Linked DNA regions of Cricetulus griseus: region 1 is linked to region 2. Evidence: chromatin contacts called from public Micro-C data. All regions are on one chromosome and are shown on one strand. Each heading gives the region's core, a stretch centred on a gene start, on an enhancer-like site or on the middle of the called end of the contact. The rest is flanking DNA. Distances are from core to core; before and after follow the strand shown.

Evidence for each region. Hi-C and Micro-C count contacts between places; a contact is called where the count stands out from the background.
Region 1: a Micro-C map of the CHO-K1 cell line shows a contact between it and region 2, with 10 times the contacts expected there. The contact joins two enhancer-like sites. A contact is called at or near these places in 7 of 8 Hi-C or Micro-C datasets (the CHK-Q cell line, the CHL-YN cell line, the CHO-K1 cell line and 3 more).

The regions. Positions count from the first base shown.
Region 1 is chr3:254,435,738-254,439,562 of CriGri-PICRH-1.0, reverse strand. It overlaps Pxdc1 (PX domain-containing protein 1), which reads left to right. Exons shown (of 5, transcript XM_027409265.2): 2 at 3,350-3,441. Among named protein-coding and RNA genes, the nearest start is that of Pxdc1, 13 kb to the left of the region's middle. Within about 2 kb of position 2,207, at least 3 of the 6 cell types and tissues checked have open chromatin away from gene starts, as enhancers often do. A contact at or near this core is called in the CHO-K1 cell line, where this site is marked.
Region 2 is chr3:254,010,022-254,014,085 of CriGri-PICRH-1.0, reverse strand. Slc22a23 (solute carrier family 22 member 23) reads left to right here. Exons shown (of 10, transcript XM_035442910.1): 9 at 144-267. Among named protein-coding and RNA genes, the nearest start is that of Psmg4, 21 kb to the right of the region's middle. Within about 2 kb of position 2,030, at least 2 of the 6 cell types and tissues checked have open chromatin away from gene starts, as enhancers often do. A contact at or near this core is called in the CHO-K1 cell line, where this site is marked.

The sequences.
Region 1 (3,825 bases), core at 958-3,457, 430 kb before region 2:
TGTTTCTAGAGGCCTGAGGGGTACCCTTGCTTTTCTCTACTGCAGCCTGGTCATGGCAGGGCATGAAGTTCATGTTGAACATGAGACAGACAGCAAACAGTATTTTCAGTAGATCAGCCTTTACTATTGTGTTTCTTGTTTATCTGGAATTTACAGTTCACTGGATGTTCTATTTTTTCCTTGTGAAATCTGACTGTCCTGAAATACTGATTTATATAGATGATTTTGCTGTGCTAAAATACTGACCAAGGCAACTCACGGAAGGAGGAGCTTATGTGTGCTTATAGCGCCAGAGTCCAAAATGGCTGGGATAGCATGGCAGCGAGCAGTGGGCATGCAGCAGGGGTCCGGAGCTGAGAGCTCACATTTTGAACCGTAAGCAAGAAGAGAGAGAACTAAACATGGCGTGGGTTCTTAAACAGTCAAAGCTTGTCTCTGGTGACATACTTCCTCCAACAAGGCCACACCTACTAGACCTCCCCAGTTTCACTAACTGAGTGTTCAAACATTCTGAGCCTATCTGGGGACATTCTCTTTCAAACCACTACACTGGCTAGAGCAGAGTGTATTTACCTCTCCATTGGCAGGTGTAAACCCAACTAAGAGAAACAAAGATGTAACCAGGGTTCTGTCATCACAGCTAATGATCCACAATCAAAGCTCCTTCATTGAGAACCCAGACAGATGCTTCTACCTCGTGAAGTGGTGTAGATTGGCTTCACACCAGCTGCACACTGGCTGTACAGGAAGATGGTTTCCTATGGACCACGCTTTCAGAGAATAAAAGTAGTTGCTGTGTCAGCGTGATGGACTCCCATCTAGGACTGTAGTTCTGGGAAACCGGAAGACAGCTTTACTTCTTTGAAGGAAGCAGCCTTCTCTGGGACTGTTATATGATTTTCTTTTTTCTTCTTTACACTTTCCAAGGAGTTTTGACTTGGCTCTGTCCTCTGCAGACTACTCTGTAGCAAGGAAGGATGTTCAAAGTGGGCTAGTACAAAGAAGAGTCCTGCATCCTCATCCTTGGGTGTGCACACAGGCACACCCTCTTGCATCCTCATCCTCATGTATGCATGCAGCCACGCCCTCTTAATGACAGAGAGAAAGGAGAAAGGAGCCTTTGACTTCTCTCATTGTGTGGACACCATGAGTATGTTTACACCAGCTGAGCCAGCTGTGCTGTTTCTAGGTGATATCTCTTATAGACCACTGTCATTCATGTCACATGGTCCCCCAAACACACCATCATGCCACATATGACTATTTCTCTCTTTGAACAGCTCAGGGCTTTGGGCAGACATTCAGGAACTCTGGCACTCTGATGTTTTCTGCTTTGCTTTGCTTTTCCTTTCTTCAACAGACAGGGTTAGGGTGGGGCTTGGGAAGAGAGGGAGGGAATGGCTGAGTTCCTTCCTCTAGGGATGGCTAGGGTGTTGTCCTTGAATGTGGGCAGTGTATATGAAGCCTGAGGTTTTTCCAGTGGAGCAGTCACAACCCGCTCTGTCACCTCTGGGTTTTGCACATTCCATGGCTGAGGAGGGGGAGAGGGAGGAAGAAGGGACGGGATCAAAAAGTGCTATCAACAAGCAGGGGTACTTGCTCACCTGGAGGGCCAGATGAAGGAGGCACTGGTGTGGACATTAGGGGTAGCCTAGGTTAGCCTTTTAGAAATGTCCTCTCATTACATCTGGGGACTCTCGGGTAGGAGCTCTCAGGAACGGTGTGTTCTGGTGCCTCCTAATTTCAGCTTGTTTTTAGAAATTACTTTGATCGTGTTTGTTGATCCAGGTGGTCAGTTACTTAAAACCTTAACACTTTGCCTTTTGTGAACAAAGCCAGACAAGAACCTGAGAGAAACTTTTGGGGACTGACCATAGTTCTGGGATCTGGGTCTTTGGGGTTCTGTTGCAGATCCTGGGGATTGTGCCATTCTGGCCATACAGAGCCTTGGACAAAGCTAGTATACAAAGGAGTCATAATTCCATCCATTGAAAGCTGGTGAGAGAAGCTAAAGTGGGAAGTCTTATATTTGTATTGTTCATGGGAGACAGAGAAAACTTCTCATCTCCCAAGTATGGCCTTAAGCCATAAGATTTTAAAAATAAAATACTGCATGGCCCAACAGCCAGTCAGAGCCTGTGGTAACCACTCTGTGGTGCCTATAACAAGCACTGGTGCTTGGGTTCCTGGAGAGGGCCATGACTCATGCCCACATGGGCTTTCTCTGAGGTCTTTTTACCCATTGCATTTAGATGACTAAATATGGACTCCATTCATACAGACCTTGCGGTGTGGGCAACTGTCACTGGCAGAGTGAGTCCTTGCCTATGTCATCAGGGCTGGTAGGTCCTGGGCCACACACCCCTTGTTCAGTCATCATATTGATGGCAACTGAGGGGTCTCTGGCTGTGTCCCGGTATTAGTGGCATGGCCCCAGAATGTCCCACTGCAGGGCTGTCCTCCTTCCATTGTCATTTTTGGATGTGTGCCTTCACTTACAGCAGAGTCATACACCGTCGATGGTGCTTCGCAGGGCAGGGGTAGCACAGGCCTCACAGGTTAGCACTTGGCACACACACAGGCTGAGTGAGTGCCGAGTCTCCTTTATCTCAGCCTTGCCTTTCTGTTCTTTTAAGCGAAAGTTTACAAAACAAGTAATTCCTAAGTTTCAGTTTGCTTGCCATTCTGGGTAGCATGATGAATTGTTAAGCCACCTCACCCTGCCTCTCCTGAGATGAGAATGGTTCCTTTGTCTCTTGTCTTCACGATGTGTATGCCATCCCACCGCCAGCCATAGCAGCTGTCTCGTTGTCTCAGTGCTCAGGGTCCTAGGACCCCTGCTTTGCTTAGTGCCGGTCATAAAGTGGGGAAGTAGTGATGCTGGCCAGAGGGGCACGCAAAGAGAAGCTAAGGAGCCCCTCTTCAAGAGAAGAGGTGAATAATCTCACCTGAATAAGGAGACCAAAGCCAAAAGCAAACCCCACCAATGCAGGCAGAGGTGGCTAAGATCTACCGTAGAGGGCATTGTCTGTCTGTGAAACTGTGGAGGTGAAATTCATGGCAGTTTTCCAATCTCACTTCAGACTGCGGAAGCTACAGCTATGGCCATGGCATTTGATTTGGGCTGAATTATGGAAGAAAATGTTTATCATTTTGGGTCTGGCTCTATGTGTGGTTCAAGAATCCATGGCAGACATTGAGACATATATATTTTAGGAATAGGACATTTTGCTGTGGCAGATGACATCGTGGTGGAGTCCTTAGCGTGGGATACCTGTTGTGTATGTGTTACCTATGTCATCATAGGCTGCTCGCCTCTCTGACCTGGATGTTTCTGTCTCTGCTCTAGGACTGCTTGCCATCAAGGAAGCACATGACATAGAGACCAGGCTCAATGAGGTCGAGAAGCTGCTGGAGACTGTTATCAGCATGCCATGTAAGGTGAGCAAGACGTCTGGGGGGGCAGGGAGGCCAGAGTGGCCATCACCACCCAGACTTAAAGACAGCTCCCTGTATCTCACTCACTGTTTCACTGGCAGACAATCAAGGGAAGGAAGACTTCTGTGGGCTCTGCTAGGTTCTTTCAAGTCATGTGGTGTGAGGCAGGAGGGAACAGGCTTTCTACAGAAGTGGCAGGCTTTGCTTTCTTCCCTTGCCTCAGAACCCATTCTTCTTGCTTAGGTTTAACAGGCGCCAGGAAGCCAGGGGCTGTGTCAGCATCATTGGCAGCTACAGTGTTCAGTTCCGTCTCCCTGGAACTCACAGTGTTCAGTTCCATCTCCCTGGAGCTCACAGACTGAGTCTGTGAGCTTGATGTGGGGAACT
Region 2 (4,064 bases), core at 781-3,280:
AACTGGGTATTGGGGAGGAGGGAGCTCCTGGGCTATCCCAGGCTTCCCTTCCCCAATCCTCACCCCAGTTCACCCCTTGTCTGGCTTCTGTTCTCTTCCCTTCTCTCCTACCTCATGGCCTCCTTCTTTGGATTCTTACCCAGGGATGAGTGACAGCGTCAAGGACAAGTTCTCCATCGCATTTTCCATCGTGGGCATGTTTGCATCCCATGCAGTGGGGAGCCTCAGCGTGTTCTTCTGTGCAGAGATCACCCCCACAGTGATAAGGTGGGTGATGGGATAATGCAGGACTTTCTTCTCAGAACTCAAGATTGGTCCATGTCTAGAGCAGCCTGTGTGTAAGAACTGTCATCAGTTCTGCCCCACCTAGGCCTCTGGACCAGGGTGTGGTGGAGTGCAGGGCATGTTGCCTGCCTGACTCACTGTCTGATGATCTGCTTCACCCTGACTCTCAGGGTCAGGTGGGAACTCAACCCTAGGTCCCATCATGACAGTTACCAGGGGAGACAAGGAACTGTTTAAGGTACAGGAAACATGACAAGAAATAGAAAGGGGAGTAATAAGTAAATCACTTTTGCTGAATTGTGGTAAAAAGCGCTGTCCACTGACTGACTCAGGACCAAGCTATTTCAGACAAAAGAGAAGGTAGGTACATCCCACCTGTAATCCTAGATTCTCAGGAGGCTGCAGTAGGAGGGTAGAGACTTCCAAGCCAACATGATCAACACAGCAAGACCCCATCTCAGCAAAAAGATGAGGACTGGGGATGTAGCTGAGGTGTTTGCCTAGCATGAGCAAAGCCCTGGGTTCAATCCCCAGCGCCCCGTAAACTGGTTTTAGTTTTGCATGCCTGCAATCCCAGCACTTGGGAGGAGGAAGCCAAAGAATCAGAGAATCCAAGGTCAGACTAGGCCATATATATGAACAAATTAGAAAACTGTTAGATAGAACTTTTTTTCTTCCTGGCCTGAGAACCTAATCACTAATCCAAAATTATATCAATGACTTAGTTAAGAAAGAAATCAAGGGCCTAATACTTTGCCAGCATTAGGCTAGGTAGGTAAGTAAGGCCGTGCAGATCCAGGTCTGAGAAAAGTTTGTCTTTCCCTCATAAGAGGTCCTAAGTGTTTGTTTGTAAAGTGGGATTACTGTACCTGGGTAGTGGTGCATTTGATCCCACTGGGACTGTAGTATAATAAAATTGGGGGATATTTGAAAGAGCATCACCTAACTGAGTCCCCTCTACCAGACACCTTCCTCCTAACACAGGGTGAACACTACTGAAGCCCAAAACCTGACATCTAAAACATTCCCAACCCAACACTGTTTTTTTGTTTTGATGTGGCAGAAGAAAAAAAAAATGTCAATGGGACAAACAGCATTTGTCCATAAACTTCTGTTTAGTGGACAAAATTGTTTTAAATATTGTATAAAATGACCCTCAGGCTCCACAAAGCATATGGGAGACATAAACGAATCTGTGTTTAGGCTGGGATTCCCTACTCCAAGATAGCTCAAGTTGTGTATGCAAATATTCCTAATTCAAAGGTACAAATCCCAAAGCATTCTCAGTAAGCGACTTCACTGCAGCTGCCACTTATTCCCCCTGCAGGGCTTGTGCTGCAGGCTTGTACTGCAGGGCGTGCATGGATCACACGGAGCTCCTTATTAGAATTGCATTAGCATTTCTCACACACATGCTCTTTTGAAATTGTGAGGGGGCAGTTGTTATTCAGCTGTGAGCTGAAACCCAGAAGTCAGCACGATAACACCCTTCAGAAGAACAAGCAGGCAGGCGTTACATTCAGATGGGACTCCGAGAGACTAATTATTTCAGGCCCTCCGGTGCTGGGACGGCTCCAGCTCGGGGAGCAGGTAGACAGGACTGTGGACTTACCTCCTTGCTGACAACAGAATTTTCTCATGACCTCATTTTGACTCACTCTCTTGGATTTTTATAATACAAGCTGAGGCTGCTGGCTATTGGTTCCTGTAATAAAATACCTAGTCATTGTATATTTAGGGAAAAGCAATTAGGCAGCTAGTAAGCCCTCTAGTTCCTGCCTTCTGCATGAGTCAAAGGCAGATGGACCAGAGGCTTGTTTTGCGCTTGCAGTTGTGAAACACCGAAGGCACACAGCAACTTACTCTTTCCCCGCCTAGCTAAATCCCATCCTTTATAAAAGAATCCAGAAAGATAATCTCTCAGATAGAACACAAGTCTCCACTAGTCCCGGGTTTCTGGTAGCCACTGGCAGCCATTGCATGACTCTCTGTACTTGTCTGGGGAAGACACCCCTTAATTCTGGCCTCCTTGTCAGTGTGCTTAGCAGGTGAGAATGAAAGAAATGTGGTATCCTTTTCCTCTTTGATACAAATCTGGAAAAATTATTTGGGGATAGAAATTGAACAAATACATCCTAATGTTCAGCTTGCCAAGATGACAAACAAGAAAAATATTTGGCCCTGGGTGATGTTTTGTACCTGCAGATGGCAAAAGGAAACTGAGTCCAGTTCCTAGCCAGGCTGAAAGAGTCTCTGGGAACTCTTCCCACCAGTGTTTTTTGCAGCTTTTCCTTGCAAATACGCCAATGAAGAATTCTCATGAGAGTCACTGGGTAAACATGCAACTTCCATACCACCCACTGTTGTAATTTAAGAAAATTTAAAAGGCAGACACCATGCAACAGGGTTCATGCAGAGGGTTTTTTTTAATTAGGGAAAGGGATCATAAGAAGGGGAAAGGGAAGGGAGGAGACTGGCCTCTGGAGACAGGAGCAGTAGGAGAGAGGAAAGAGGGAGAGGGAAAGGAAGAGAGAGAGAAGGATGGAAGGTGGTCAGGGCCCTTTTAAAAGGGGAACATAGTGAATGTGCATAGGAGGTGCTCTTAGTGGCTGCAGCTGAGGGTGTATCCCGTCAGAACCCCAAGGACAGGCCAGTACAGATGCCTGAATACTAACACCTACGCACAGGATGGAAATAAGATTTGATTTGGTCTATAGCGGGGAGCCACTTAGCCTCCAGACCACTGTGCTTACCTCTAGCCAGGCAGCAGCTTCTGAGATTTGTTTCCTAGGCTCTGGGCATTAGGTGAGTTGAAGACGGGCTAGGAAAAACCGGTTTCCATCCTTTCTCCCCAGTTTCTCTCCATCTTGGACAGAAGTGACTTGGGCATTCAAACATGATCTAGAAATAACCAGTGACTTTTATTATGGTGGATCACCTTTTCTTCCCACTGTTATCTAGAAGCTGAAGGTAGAAGCTCCTGCAGCCTACAGTGGCTTCCTTTCTTCACAACAACAGGACAAAGGGAAGAGAATGGGCAGGCGATCCTGACGAGCTGACAGTCTGCATAATTCCTCACCAGTCCATGGAGTTCTGGTGATGGACTTTTGTCCTTGCCCCATGCACTCTCCCTGCTTTTGTATCTACTAACTACTGCTTGCCTCTACTCAGGCGGCCCTATCTCTTTACTCTGGTCCAGATGGTGTGCATCAGATTGGCCTTGAGACTCTTCCCTCTGAGCAGGGTCCCCATGTCTGTCTTCTGCCCTGATGTTGCTTCAAGACAAGGCATCACAGAGAGACAGAATTACTGTCCATCCCCACAAACAGACAGCATTTGTTTAAGGAAATGATGCACCAGAGTGTGGCTCAATGGCACGGCATGTGCTGAGCATGAACACAGCCCTGTGTTTAATCCCAAACACCCATACCCAATAAACCATGGCTACCGGACATATATAGTCCTTACCAGGACCCCCTAAACACCTATTTACACTGCATTTGCATTGTGTTTGGTATTTTGAATAATGGTAGGCGCCTACCATTATTCATAATACCGAATGAAAAAGTTATAAAGGTTCCATGCACTACGTCAGCATTTTCTAAGAGGGACTTGAACATCTGAAGACCTGGGGGGTCTTAGAAACAGCCCCCCTACAGATACCAAGTGAGAACTGTATATGTAACTCGGCAATTTGTGTGAGTGTTCATACCTGGATAATTCTGGCAGCTCTCCATTTTTATGAGCAATTGAGTGCAATATTTGTGCATCCTTAACTT